Linked DNA regions of Drosophila melanogaster: region 1 is linked to region 2. A link is a contact called in public Hi-C data. All regions are on one chromosome and are shown on one strand. The core of a region is the stretch at or near the end of the contact, and the rest is flanking DNA. Distances in the headings are between cores, read along the strand shown. Region 1 holds the start of Fur2 (Furin 2). Region 2 holds the start of Dsp1 (Dorsal switch protein 1).

Region 1 (7,418 bases), core at 2,668-5,167, 39 kb after region 2:
TGTGGAAACATGAAATTTTGGCTTTCGTCATTTTGGAAATTCTGAATTTTAGTAATGGGATTTTATTAATTACCAAATTTTTGCTCTCGCATCGTAATATTCATTTGGATAATATATATATATATATCAATATATATATATATCTGCTGGAAATCATTTCGGAGGAACTAAGGAAAAAGAATTGGCACACAAAGCAATATGTAATCTATATTGGTTTCAGTGCAATCAATAGAATCGATTTTGATAGTTGATATTGTGGTTTCTGGAAAAAGATGGGGGATGGGCGCGAAAAGTGGGCGGTGTGTTATGAAGAAACAACGTCTGGCGATTTTCCATGAAAAATGCTCTCTGAGAAGGATGATTATTTCAATGCAATGCCATGGCGAATGGGAAAAGGTAATGCCTGCCCTTGTGAAATTTTAAATTTATTTTAACCCCATTACAGCTAAAATAATTTAATTATTTTTATATTCAAGTTCTTTTACAGGTTTATTTAATGAATGTACGAAGACTTGCATCGTATTGCATGTATAATACAATAACATTGGAATCTCTTTAGATGGAACATCGCTCTATTGCACTTAGTGTAATATTGTGAACTGAAAATAATATTTCAACTACGATTTTTGGGATAATGTCTTCTTATGTGGCACAGTTATCGATATAGGGTTCAAAACTGATTTCTTTTGTCAGCAATTTAGTGCAAATTGAAACATAGCTTTGTTGTTTGATAAGTATATTACCTTTTGGGTGTAAACTTGTGTTTTTTTTTTTATTACACCCAGTCTAGTCTCTCTGCGTTTTTGTCCTTCGGGAATATGTGATTGTTCTTCTCTTCTTTTTTTTTCAATCTTTCAAAACAATCTTATATATTTAATAAAAATCAGACTGGTTTCAACATACTATATGTTTATAAGTCATCAAATTGCTATTGCTTCCAGCAAAACGGCATTAATGAATGTTTAATGTATGTTTTATAGGCAATATTGTGTGGAACTCCCAGTCAAGTTCATTATCATACGTGTAAATTATGCAAAATATTGCCATATCAGTGGGCGAAAATGAAAAGTTATCTATGAGGTTTATAAAACTTAAGCATAAAATAATGATGTTTTATTCATCTTAATTTGAAGTACAAATTGGTAGAGGCTATTCCAATTTTCTAAAAATGAATTCTATGATTCAGTCCTGCGATTCAACGATTTAAAACTACAAAACTGGATGGTTTTCGTCTCGAAAAGTAAATGGAATATTTAATCTATCGTTATGTATAATGGTTCGACCATCAAAAGAGAAAATATGTGGCCAATATGGCATTTTAGTTGTTTTTTTTTTTTTTAATAATAAATGCTGGGTAGTCGGTTTTCTTCGTTTTGTATTTTGTTCAATGTGGAATGAGTGTTTTCTAAAAGATCTCATTGATTTGGCGTAAACCCTTTATCAAATCAATAATAATAATATATATTATTTAGTCTGATAATATGCACTGCATATTAAGATACAAATATACTTTGGTTATTTAGTGTAGTAATTAATTTCGTTCGACGATAATCTTAATCAAACATACGATAATCGCGTATGAGTATGATTATTTCTTTTTATGTATTCAATCGAAAATTGATCTTCTGTGTTAGATTCAAAAGGTTTCCTCAGAATTTTTGGCTAGTCTTGTCTACATAGAAAATCTACAAATTTGTAGTGTGCAAAAAATTACGAAAAATGTTTGTTTTGTTGATGAAAATCTTTGCGTGTGGATTTTTGGGTTCGAACCGGCGTTAATAAGCTCTTATTTCGATGAAACTCTTCAGCTTTGGCCGAAGATGAAATATTTTCAAGATCGCAAAACGGCGTCTTTGCTCGCAAATGAAGTCCAAATCGACTGGCAGCAAAGCGCTAACGTTAATCAGGTAATCTATGTTAAAATGAACCCCCAACACTTTTAAGCTATAAAGTGTTTCTTAAAGTAAAATTACCATTGTTCGATCAACGTTGCTTGGTTAACTAAGATCCTGCAACGTGGGCTTGCTGTCCATTTTCCGTTTTTTTTTTTTTTTATTTATTATGCAGCACTTTATTAACCACGCGCTGCATTATTGAAATATACTCCCTACCAGAATTTTGAACTAATCCAGTTTGTGTTTGCAGGAGATCAAACGCCTTGACGGTCCTATAAACGAGATTACTTCAAACTTCAGCCCACCAGATTTGGATTCGGATATAATTTTAGTGGCATTCGTATTGGAAGAGTTCTCATCTCACGTGTTTTATACGAAAATTGTACAGAAATGTGAAAGCTTTAAGAAACGCACACAGCTTAATGCTCGATCAAATATTATTAAAAAATGCATAAGCAACTTAAATTGGTTAATTGTTTTATGATTAATTCGGGGATATGGAACTGCAATGAGCTGAAATGAAAAGCTTTGAAGATTTAAAAAGTATTAAAACATATAAGCATAAAACCCTTTCAAATAAAAAAGGTTGTATCCAAATGTTCTAAACAAAGTTCTTTTGATCGTAATAATCATTCTAATAGCTTCGTTTTATCGCATTATTTTAGTAAATTTATTTGATCTAACTCGTATCTTATTTAACGGTATCATTCAACAGCTGTTTACCTATGCTACCACCAATCTGGCAACACTGCAAAACCGATCTGAAAACATATTTTTACGCAAGTCAAACTGGCACTTGAATCTATAAATAGCAATCAAAAAGAAAGCTAATAATTTAATATAGGTGAAAAACAGGCAATTTATTTTTATTTATTTTTATTTATTGTTATTTATTGTTACGCAAGTCTAACTGGCATTAAAATCTATAAATAGCAATCGAATAGAAAGCTAATAATTTAATATAGCTGAAAAACAGGAAATTTATTTTTATTTATTTTGGAAACATTCATTTTTTCTATTTCTTTTATGCCGAAACCCGCTCGATTTGATACGTTTTTTCGTATTTCCGGCAACATAAAATAAGTCAGCGATAAGCGAAATTGAAATAAATAATTTAATTTTTATATTACTTCCAAGGCCTTTTTTATTACAGTGCACTTCCAATTTGCGTCTGCTTAAGGTTTGTGTATTACTTCCCATTGGAAACAACCATAACCTGTCCTAACCGCTAATAATTGTTTAATGGTGAAGCAGATATTAAAAAGTAGCGCGTTGCCTTCGCATCTGTTTGTATTTGCGAGCGTGTTTGTGTAGCGATACCGGGGCTCAAGATGCATATGTATGTACATACATTTGGGATTTGCCAAAATCTTTGGCTTAAATACATACATACAAGCAACCAAACATTTATGGGGGATTTTGTGCGACTGGATTCATTTGTTTTTCGGGTCACAAAAAAGCGGAAAATGGAAACGCTAATCTCGGCTAACCAATAACAACGAAAACCTTGCGCTACCGCTAAATGTTATCTCTTGTTTGAATGTCAGCGCTTAGAGAGCGTCTTCGCACGTATGTATGTACGGTACAAACATACGTATGGATGGATGGATGGACAAGCTTCCAGCGGTTTGTGTGTATGTATGTACTTGGCTTGCACGAAAGTTTCAGTTTCCTATCGAAACACGTCTTAAATGTGTATTTATCATCGGCTGTGGTACGAAATGCACGTCGGTGTATGCGTGCGTACGTAATAGTTGATATTTCTCTTTTTTTTTATTGTTACAGCACGGTTGCGTGTTATGTTTTGCATTTTGTTTTGAAAGCTCCGAAAGCTGTGCTTTATGTAAAAACATACGTACACTTGCCAATGTACGAATGTTTGATTGCACGATTGTATGTACGTACGTTTGTATGTTCGTTTGTACGTTAATACTTGGCGTGTGTTTGTGTATGCGGTTAGCACAAATCCAGCGAGAAAGAAACAACCAACGTTGGCTATATGTATTAACTTCAAAATAAAGTTCAGTTTAAGCTGGAGCGCAGTCGAGGTTGCGTCGCTTGTTCGTTCGGTCGGCTTTTTGGTCTTTCGGCTTTCGGCTAGTTCCTATATTGTATGTACGCATGGTAAGCATGCGTTCTCTTTCGCTTTTCAAGTCTCAGTTTCAGTTTTCAGTCTGTTCGATTGCGTTTGCATAGCATTGCATTGATTTAACAATAGCTAAATAAAGCTTAAAGAGTGTATCTGTGATTTATTTCTAAATGTGACCGCTTTGAGCCAATTTGTGCATAAATATGTATGTACATATAATGCTTTGGATTACATGAATCGCTATTGCCATTTCTGATGCACAATGATGTATGTATGTACGCAAAGAGCATACGAATGCATGGCTTGCATTACGTGATTTCATACATCTGTGGGTGTATGTATGTATGCACCATCGAAATGGCAACTCTTACGCATAAAAATTGCAAATGTGTATAAAGCCCCACGGACCCACACAGCCACATAAACATTATCGGACGCAAATGTATACATACAAAAAAAAGTTGGCTTGGTGGCTTAATTGTTGTTGTTGTTTTTTTGTTGATAGTGTGCACACAGTGCGAAATTAGTGTGATTAAATGTGGAGATGTGTGATTTAATAAGCATGTGGGAAATACAGCGAGAGTGATTGAGATGGAAAATGGGAGATGTACAAGCTGAACTTGCCCAGAAACATGTATACACACGTACATATGCATACGTTTGTAGGATTATGCTCGGCAAAGTGAAGTATTTCCTTACAAGCAAACACAGCCATATATGTATGTTTCTTTTTTTAAACGAATGGCACAGTAAAACAGAGACCGGAATAGATGTTGTCTGTACATATGATACTGTTGATATGATACCATAGCCATAATTTAATAGCCTTTTCATGTAGCATATGCGTCTAGCTATGCAATATCGGGCATGCATAACTGCATATCCTATGTACATATGTATATCGAAATATGGGATAAACATATCACTTGACTAACACATATGCATACATGCATACATACATACACATGTACTCATTAAAATTTAAAGATGCGTGCACAAATTTAAACATTGATAATATAAATTTATATGCAGCGCCGTGTGCATACATACATACATATATTATTTTCTAATTGGAAACGCGTTGGCAATGCCTAATTGGTTTGATTATAAAATTAAATTTCTTCATTTGGTCGCAGGTTTACGGTAACTCTCTGATTTTTAATAGGGTTTTCATATAAACAAGCGGGGTTCGATGAAGTGATATCCCCGGTTTCCCGTTATTTGTTTATACCTTTTTTTTTTTGCTTTCAATTGCTACTGAGTTCAGTATAATGCTATTTCAATAAATAATAATGTTAATTCAATTTAAAAGCTCGGGTTCCGTAGTGGTGAATATGTTAATTAGAAACATGATTAGAATGGGCTAATGCATAATTCCCCTATTGCAGACCCACTGCATCTTACACTTCGGGGGACTTTCTGACCGAAAACAATAGAATCAAATGACATGTGGATACACATGTGCATAGATACGTACATATGTATGTACAGAGATATGTACATATATGGCTTACTCATTGTTAACACTTACCTGTAGTTCCCCCCAGGTGATTCTGTTGTGTCATCCGACGAACAATGGATCATCGCAAATAGGCACTTCATTAATAAGTAAGCACAAACCGTTTCGGCCATAAATATCTGTGATATATGAATCATTTTGGCATCTCTGGTTATAAAAAGCCCACGTTTAACCGGTCCAAGGTTTTTATTTGGGTCTCTCGCACAACACAAATTCAATCTACAATTGAAGTGCTTTTTCGTGTTCTCTTGCAGATACTAGATCGTGAGATACGAGATCAAAAAAATAGATTCATGAGTACGACAACAGGAAAGGGAAACGTCGCAAAAGGACTCTTCGGGAGAATCAAACTACCTTAATACCATTAGCTAAACTTAGTTAAATATGTCAAATACGACGAGGTCCAGCCGAGTTACCATCGGTAGAATTGGAACCACGCCACAGATCACAGATCCATGGTCGTCCGGCTTGGAGAAGCAGCGACCTTCCCGCTGTGGAGGCCCCAAATCTCTCGCAGAGCCAACGTACCGAAAGATCGGACGGCGAAAGATGATGCTCCATATGCGAGTCCATGACCCTGGAACGACTGTAACACAAAGAGCAAAAGAAACGGCAACGGCAAAACTCAATAGAATCTATTTATGTACATTTAACCGAATGGCACAGAGCTGTATATATTTTGTATTATTTTTAGTAATCCTAAGCCCAAATACTAGTTGTGCTCTACGGAGTAGTGCGGGTGAGACTCAGAATTATGTCGGAATACTCAGCAACGATAGTGCAACGACCACATATGATGTGTCGTCCCTGCACAGCAGTAGAAGAACAAATCCCCCATCATCATCATCATCATCATCATCGAATGTTGATGTTGATTATCGTAATGACAGAGAGCTCCACAAGGTCGACCTGGTTGGCCTGGGAGGTGAAAGAGCGGGTCAAGCTGAGACCATTAGCGGCGGCAAATACGATTATAACTATGAAAATACTCACACAAATGCCAGTGCGAAAGATGAAATTGTTGAACGGCAGTCAAATAGCCTCGACTTCGACGGGGTCGATATGTTTGGCGCCTTCAGCATTCCGGAAGAGGCGATATACACAAATGAGTTCGCCGTCAACATTCCAGCTGGCAAGCAAATGGCAGATGTTATAGCTACCAAACATGGATTTATCAATAGAGGACAGGTGAGAATGTTTGTCCAACGCTGCAATGGAATTGGTGCTCATACAATTTACTTAATTTTTCATAGATTGGATCGCTGGACAACTACTATCTGTTTCAGCATCACCATGTATCGAAGCGTTCGCTGCGCTCTAGTCGCAAACATCAGGGCGCCCTTAAATCAGAGAACGAGGTGTGTACTCTCTAAAAAAGTATCCAGTTGGAGCAGAGATTTCAATCATGATTGCCTTGCAGGTGAAATGGATGCAGCAACAGCACGAGAAGGTGCGCCGAAAGAGGGACGGCCCGTACCAGGACTTACCCACCTACAGTCCGTATAATCTTTTACGCCAACACGGCGGCTACGTTGTCGATCCGAATCCGCATCTTTCATTCTCCCCAGAATCGATTTCGTTAGCCTCGCACTCACAGCGCATGGAGTACCGGGATGTCAGCTCGCATTTCATCTTTCCGGATCCGTTGTTTAAGGAACAGTGGTATCTGGTGAGTAAAGTATGTAATCATCTCTCATTTAAATGCATGCTTCATGAATCCATATATATTTTATAGTCCATTAGTCTATTAGCTCGATTCTCTATACCATCAGCGTAGTTTCCTTTGAGACGTTCAATCGATTGCTACTAACCGTGTTAGTGTTGATTTTGTTGATTTCGAAATATTTTCTTTTCATTTAACATGCTTTATTTGTAAATGTTTGGATTTCTTTGTTGATTGATTGCCTATTTTTTG
Region 2 (7,640 bases), core at 417-2,916:
TTCGACATATCGCTCTTAGTCCCGGGCAATATTAGTAAAACAATATCAAGCAAGTCAAATTCTATTATTCAATTGGAGATGACACCAACGCTTACGATGTGCGTGCGTTCACACTAATAAAGCGATAGTTTTCTCGAACTATCACGACTTCCAAAACGACAAACATCAAGAAACGTTCTGAGATTGAAACAAGCCATGAATGGAAAAACGTTATTTTTAAATAAACAACGCCTTTTTTTTCTTTCTTTTTTTTAATATATTTGCTATAATATAACTATATTACATGTATTAACATTTGATATGGTTCACACCCTTTACCAAAATTACACATCTACTAATTTGTCTATACCTTTTTTTAACATAATAAAACTAGCAGCAAATAATACTTTATTTCCCTAAGAAATAAATATACCTGAATTTTTTAGAACGAAATTAATTTCACCATTTAAAATAATTTATATTGTTTTAATTCGAAGAAACCAGAACAGGGCTGGTATTTTAAAGTATTTCGAAGTCAATAAATATTAAAATATACATATATAAATAATCGATTTAAACAAATAATTTAAAAAACCGCAAATAAATTTTAAAGCGAAAATCTTAAGTATAGTATGGAAAAATTAATAAATAATTTTAATGGCCAATATAATTGAGATTTTATTTTTTTTTTTGGATTTTTGTGACCTCATACATTACAAACATACACACATGCATTACTCCTTCTCTCTGTATGACAGAGAGAATTGAGGGAGAATTTGTTTTAAAACATAAGAGAACATTTTTTTCTCTTTCGAATTCGAATTGAAAGTACAGTCAGACGGGAACACACAAAATGAAAATGTGTATGTGTATGTAGCGGGTCGCTGCGATGTACATATGTTTGTGTGTTCCACACGTATGTACATACAGCTGCGTTCGTGGAAATAGCACTGAAAGGCATCAAACGGTTTTTTTCCGTATTCCCTTTTGTTAATTAATTTTTTTTTTCGCTTCGTCTTCTGTGTCGCAAAACAAGCAAAGCAGTTACAAATGGCTTTTTGTACCTGCACTGCTCTTTAACAAAACATATAATTTCAGTAATTAATATGAACTTATTCATTCTGAAAAACCGCTTGACAAATTGAACATAGCATTCATATAAAATCATCAATTTAGAAAGTGGCGGTCATATGCACTACTATTAGCATGAGCACAGTTGTATATGCTTGGCTATGTATCAATGTGTTTGCATTGATGCATATCGGTTTTGTAGAATTCGTCGCATTAACGAATGTAGCTGGCAGTTAAAAATAAGATATGTATGTTTAAAATAAATTTTGGCCCTAAGAACTGTGTAATGTACATATGCATACATACAGTTCTGTATTTTTCCCACACTCCACACACTCCATAGTTTGTATGTTTGGCACGCCAGCGTTTATGTACATACCCGTGATCGTATGTTTGTATGAAAGTAACAGGCCAAAAAGTTTTATAAGGCCTTTTCCCTCCACCACGTGTATGTACATATGTATGTATATGACACTGAGCGCTCTCTCAGCAACACTAATTCTACCAACAAAATGACTATAACGACTCTCTTCGCGCTCTCGCTCTCCCGCACACACGCACACCAGCAAAGAATTGCGCACACAGTCCAACGCAACGCAACGCATACACATTTATCCGCCCGTTTGGATTTGGAAGCACAGTGAGAAGGTAAGGCAGAGACGGCAATTCAATTCAATTCATTCGTTGTTGGTACGAGCGGCGCGCGAACCAACCTCATATATTGTATTTTCCGCATTCGCATTGATACGATACCATACTGTGTGCTGTGTACTGTGTACTGTATAGCATATATACCATACCACACCAACAAAACACAAGCGATACGATACGATACAATAAACTCAGCGTATGCAGCGCTGTTTGTTTATTTTTTACAAGCTAAATACAAACGACAAAACAAATCCGCAAAGCCGCCCGCGTTTCGCGTTTTCCCAACCAAAAAAACAAATAAAATCAAACAACAAATAAGCGAAAAAGGCCTAGACAAAAAAAAAGAAGTACAAAAAAACAACGTGCATTGTGAAATTCTTAAATTTTCGAATTTCATTTCGAAGTTTTGGCTTGTGCCGTGTTCCTTTTTTTCCTTGTAACGTGCATCATACATTCGCGTTTGTGGCCGTACATGCATACATACATGCAATAATCAATACAATACGACGTACAACAAACTGCGTAGAACAGTATTAAAAAAAGGAAAACAGACAAAAAAACTGGCTTAAGACTCGACTCCAATTTGCGTTGGTGTGCGTATTACATACATACGTACTTGTGCTAAAACTAAATATATATGCTTTAACCATTTAGGAATAAAAGTGAAAGATATAGAACGGAAATCCCAGTATAAAGCCAATCCACGATTGAAACATTCGGACTAGATCCGAAATCTCACAGTTATGGAACACTTTCATCAAATACAGGTAAGCTTGTGTGCAGGTATACGGCGTTTTATTTAAAACACACACGCACGCACACACAAACACACATTTATATACACTCATGGCACAACACACATACAATCATGGGCGCGTTTATGTATAGGTTGCCGCGTTTTAATCATTTTCCCGCCAAACGACAATGTATAATTAACAAAAAAGCCAGGCACCTATTTATTTATTATTTATTTGGATATTTCGGCACCTGATTGCCTTTTCTCAGCCGCAGTGGAAACTTTTTGTGAATATATATGCTGCATACATACTTACATACGTATGTACATGCAAGCGCTTGTACATCCATTGCGTCTCGCTTTTGTTTTTAGTTATTAAGTAAATCGGCATGTTACTAAATGCAAAAAGTGTACGCCTATGTATGTGCAAGTATGCATACAAACAAAAAAGCGACGCTGTACAATCAAAATTGTATTTTGCGTGCGCATCCAAGTCCGCCATTTTTCTTATTAGTTTGTATAAATATACAAATATGTACATTTATACCAAGAATCGTGAATGCCTTGATGTAAACGGTAAACCGCATTGCTTTTCGTTTCTTATGAAATATGCTGGCAAAATGCGATGCACGTTTTTTTGCATGCCTATTGATGTACGTAAATAGATACAATGTGCAAAAATAAGGAAAATATGATGTACATAAAAAAAATACATACACATATAAAAACCTGTATATGAAAAGACCCAAATCACAGGCTTGCGTAATCCGAAATTGGCTTATTTTTATCCATGTGTGCATAAAATACAAATGAATGGCTGTGCAAACACTTGGCTATGCAAATATTTATGCGCACATGTATATTTCTGTGGTTACATACATATGTATCCCCACGTAAAATGGCTCTAATATTTATTTATTTTTTTTTTTGGCTGTTGTAGGAAAGTGTATTTTGCTTTTTCATAATTGACAAGCAGGATGGGGCTATTTTCGGCAAAAAGAATGGGTTCATTCATGTTTTGTAACTGTGGCGCCCTGGTTTTGCACTTTAAGCCCTGGAATCGGAATCGAAATGAAGACAATCCAATCCGATTCACAAAACGGAACCGGTGCTACTCGCTCTGCTTCTTCTTTCTCCAACAATAGTTCCACTTTCTTGCCCGATTCATGTAAAAGCTTTTTATCTATGGGTTAACAGCTGGTGCTATTATTACTATTACTTTGTAAACAAAACAAGCTAGATTATTGACATTGAAATTCCGCGTTCAATGGGAAACAAGAGAATTCACTTTGGACAGGATTTAGTATTATATTGTGTGGTATTGACATCAATTTATCGGTATCTGTAGATAACGAGTATCTACATATTTATTTACATGGAAAGTAAATAATAAGGATAACGCCCCAGTTCCGACAGATACTTTTTTTTTTTTAGCATGTATTAATGATGAATGGAGGATTTTAGAATGCTATTTAAGCTTTTTGCTTTAGGCAACAATATTTTTCACACTTAATAAATAATTTAAAGAAGCTTAGCTTAGCTTACTAAAATTCAGTTTTACCAGTGTAAAAACTGTTAAATATTTTAACAAATCAGCAATGTGTAAACGCAATGTAGAGAAAATCGCTGCATTCGGTATTTATTTATTTAGTCATTTTGTGAGCAAGTAGTCAACAAAAACATCAGGCACTCATTAAACCGCATAACTCACAAACAAAAAATGCACAGTTTTCACTTTCGTTAGTATTAAGGACCATCTTAGTGGTTAGTGCGATGCCAGACATCGAGAGTCAAGCCAAATGATTGTAGTGTATTGTTGTAGCCCAATCGACTGGCATCGCACTAATAATGCTAATGAACATCCATCAACCAACTATTGATCAGCAAACAATTCAACACTATCAGCAGCAATTGGCTGCTCAGCAACAACAACAAGTACAACAGCAACAGTTGCAACAACACCAGGTGGTCGTCCAGCAGAATCAGCAGCAGGCGCACCAGAACAGCTCCAATACCACAGCCGGCGTGGGCACCCAACAGCTGTTCACATACAAAATGGCCAGCAGTTTTCCGAATCCGGCCACGACGATGGCCCAAGTGGTGGCCACATCGAACGCAGCCGGCACCACGGGCTATGATTATCGTCTAAATATGGCACAGGCAGCCGCAGCAGCAGCCGTACCCGGCTCCCAGTGGTGGTATTCGGCCGCCAATCAGGGACAGGTCGATGCCAATACAGCGGCGCAACTGCAGCACCAGCAGCAGCAACAGCAACAGCAACAACAGCAGCAGCAGCAACAGCACCAGCAGCAACAACAGATGCAACAGCAGCAGCAGCAACAGAATGTCATCAATTCGGCGGTAAGTTGAATATGCCACATGCTTACATTAGCCCTTAGTCAGCAGCTAATCCCGTTTCCGTTCTCGATCTCTTTCTCGTTCTCGTTTTCGTGGCCAAAAACCAACAGAGCCCCATGAGCAGAGTCAAGGCCGATGCCAAGCCCAGAGGCCGAATGACCGCCTACGCATACTTTGTACAAACTTGCAGAGAGGAGCACAAAAAGAAACATCCCGATGAGACGGTGATATTCGCCGAATTCTCGCGGAAGTGCGCCGAACGGTGGAAGGTAAGTAAATGAAATGATCAAATGACGTAAGGACTCCTTGTTTTAAAGTGGATTGCCATCTATCCCGTTCGTCTAGACAATGGTGGACAAGGAGAAGAAGCGCTTCCACGAAATGGCCGAGAAGGACAAGCAGCGATATGAGGCGGAAATGCAGAACTATGTGCCGCCCAAGGGAGCGGTTGTGGGACGCGGCAAGAAGAGGAAACAGATCAAGGACCCCAATGCTCCAAAACGTTCATTGTGAGTTCGTAGCAAAGTCAATTATCATATTATACGCTATAGTGCATAAAAATCAATGTGACTGCAAGAGATAATGAAGCGAATCAGATCAATAATAATGATTTACTATGCTCTATTCTGCCGCTGTTTAGGTCTGCGTTCTTCTGGTTCTGCAATGACGAGAGAAATAAGGTGAAGGCACTTAATCCCGAGTTCGGAGTGGGCGACATCGCCAAAGAGCTGGGACGAAAGTGGTCCGATGTGGATCCCGAGGTCAAGCAGAAGTACGAGTCGATGGCCGAGCGGGACAAGGCTCGATATGAACGCGTATGTTTTAGATATATAAATGACCGCTTGGATTGACCCGATTGACATGTGCACTTTTGCCTTTAATAGGAGATGACCGAGTACAAGACGAGCGGGAAAATAGCCATGTCCGCACCGTCGATGCAGGCGTCGATGCAGGCGCAGGCACAGAAAGCCGCGTTACTTGCCGCCGCTGCCCAGCAGCAGCACCAGCAGCTGGAAGAGCAGCACGACGACGACGACGGCGATGGAGATGATGACGAGAACCAATAGGTTTAGCAGTAAATACTCTTCACTATTTATACACACGATCGTTGTCGCGATGGAGGAAAGAAACATGATAACGTTGGTTGATCTATTATCAGGTTGGCCAATGTGTGTTGAATATAAATTTATATATATAAGGGTGTGCCCGCTTTAGAGGTTTCGCTTTCCGGTAACAGAACACCGTCACAATTTGTTCAGAAATTTGTCTGGAAAAGTTAATATCAATCGTATTTTGATCAAAGAATAAGTTAAAAATCATGGTGGAATGGTTAATCTTTTTTTTTTTTTTTTTTTGTATTCTTTTTAAGCAGTGCGCATAGAGCTCTTTTGAATCTCTTTTTTCCTTTTTTTTTTTGCATTCATATTTAGCATCTCCGTATGAGCGGTGTAACTCTTTTGTATTAGAAATATTTGTGTACCAATCAATGTCCAACTAAAAATCCAACTATCACAGAAATCTCTTGAACTTTCAGTAGAGGTTTTCATAGTTAATCGAAGAGAAGAGAAACCATTGTTCCTAGTGCATTTCGAAAAAAAAAAAACGAAATCTTGTGGAGATTCTGTGAAATTTGAGGATTTTTTCGTGCGATTTTCATGCCAGCCGTGGGCAAAATGTCTGCAGAAGATTTCTGTGATTGGAAAAACCAAAGCATAAATTGTTTTGATTTATTTTTTTTTCTGTGACAATTTGATGATTACCTGGAAGTGGAATCTCTAAGAAAATCACCTATTATGTATATGTAAATGCATATATATAAATAATATATAATTTTTTTTTTTAACATAAGTAATCAAATTTCCATGAATTATGAAGATAAATCACAAAGAAACCTTTTATAAGTTCTATGTTAAGATGAATACGATTAAGTATGGTTAGATTAAAATGACACTCAACTGTCTGCGAACCTTATTTGTGCTTCAGTGCTAAGTTTCTCCCTAAAGTAATAAGAAAGAACTATTTTATAAATTGAAGAAATTCATCATGATGTCATTCGTTCTCAGCAACTATGAAGGTTACCACTACATTTATAAATATTGGTACATATTTCCCATTTATTAAAGTTAGATTCACCATAATGAAACTACAATTAATGCGTTCGAGTTTATATGTTCCCTCCCACACACGAAACAAACTCAATGAAACGTGATAATGTGAAAAATACTTAACTCAGTGGCGGGTGATATCTCGATCTATTTATTTTTTGCCGCTCACACACACAGTACCATATATCCATATATAATATCCCCCCGCAAAAAAACAAAATGCATTTCATTCAACTTACACTTACATTTACATTAATTCAGTTTGCGATTCGTGAATCCCCCAGATCCTTGGAGATAATTGGGTTTGTCCTCATTTGTAAATACACACATCAACTATATATAATAGCCACGATCATAAGATACGGAAAGTTAGTCTTGGTTGGTTCGGTGCGCTTCGTGATGAGGTGGGAAGCAACCGCAACGCTGTCGTCGGACATTGCAACAATTGTTGTTGACTTGGCTGGCCATGTATATACTATTTGAAGTATTATTTAGATGAGACTACGTAGAAATTAACAAGAATCGAGAGCAAATAACGACATCATACAAGCCTAATATTAGAGTAGATTTCAGCGGGCCTGCAAAGTAATGTAAATTGCGTAGAAACCTTGAATATATTGTAGACTAGTTTTTTGAGGACTAGTATTGCCCAAAATGTTCCAGGCACAGAAACAGAAAGAGAAAGAGAAAGTGCTTATGCAGATGTAAAGGGAGACGTTCCTCCGGCCTTTGATGGTTAT

The links. Hi-C and Micro-C count contacts between places; a contact is called where the count stands out from the background.
Region 1: a Hi-C map of the Kc167 cell line shows a contact between it and region 2, with 3 times the contacts expected there. The contact joins the promoter of Fur2 here to the promoter of Dsp1 in region 2. A contact is called at or near these places in 35 of 107 Hi-C or Micro-C datasets (the Clone 8 cell line, the Kc167 cell line, the ML-DmBG3-c2 cell line and 10 more) and 1 of 6 datasets of contacts at active chromatin or transcription factors (the Kc167 cell line).

What each region holds. Positions count from the first base shown.
Region 1 is chrX:16,369,169-16,376,586 of dm6, forward strand. Fur2 (Furin 2) reads left to right here and starts at 3,918. Exons shown (of 16, transcript NM_206763.2): 1 at 3,918-4,006; 2 at 5,758-6,691; 3 at 6,757-6,861; 4 at 6,924-7,172. The coding sequence starts at 5,888. nonA (no on or off transient A) reads left to right here. Exons shown (of 5, transcript NM_167505.2): 5 at 2,146-2,379. The coding sequence ends at 2,379.
Region 2 is chrX:16,331,946-16,339,585 of dm6, forward strand. It overlaps Dsp1 (Dorsal switch protein 1), which reads left to right and starts at 1,667. Exons shown (of 7, transcript NM_206762.3): 1 at 1,667-1,818; 2 at 2,356-2,468; 3 at 4,322-4,798; 4 at 4,906-5,064; 5 at 5,141-5,304; 6 at 5,436-5,610; 7 at 5,680-7,640. The coding sequence starts at 2,445. The coding sequence ends at 5,862. CG9921 reads right to left here and starts at 1,655. Exons shown (of 3, transcript NM_001272680.2): 1 at 1,430-1,655; 2 at 1-177. The coding sequence starts at 8.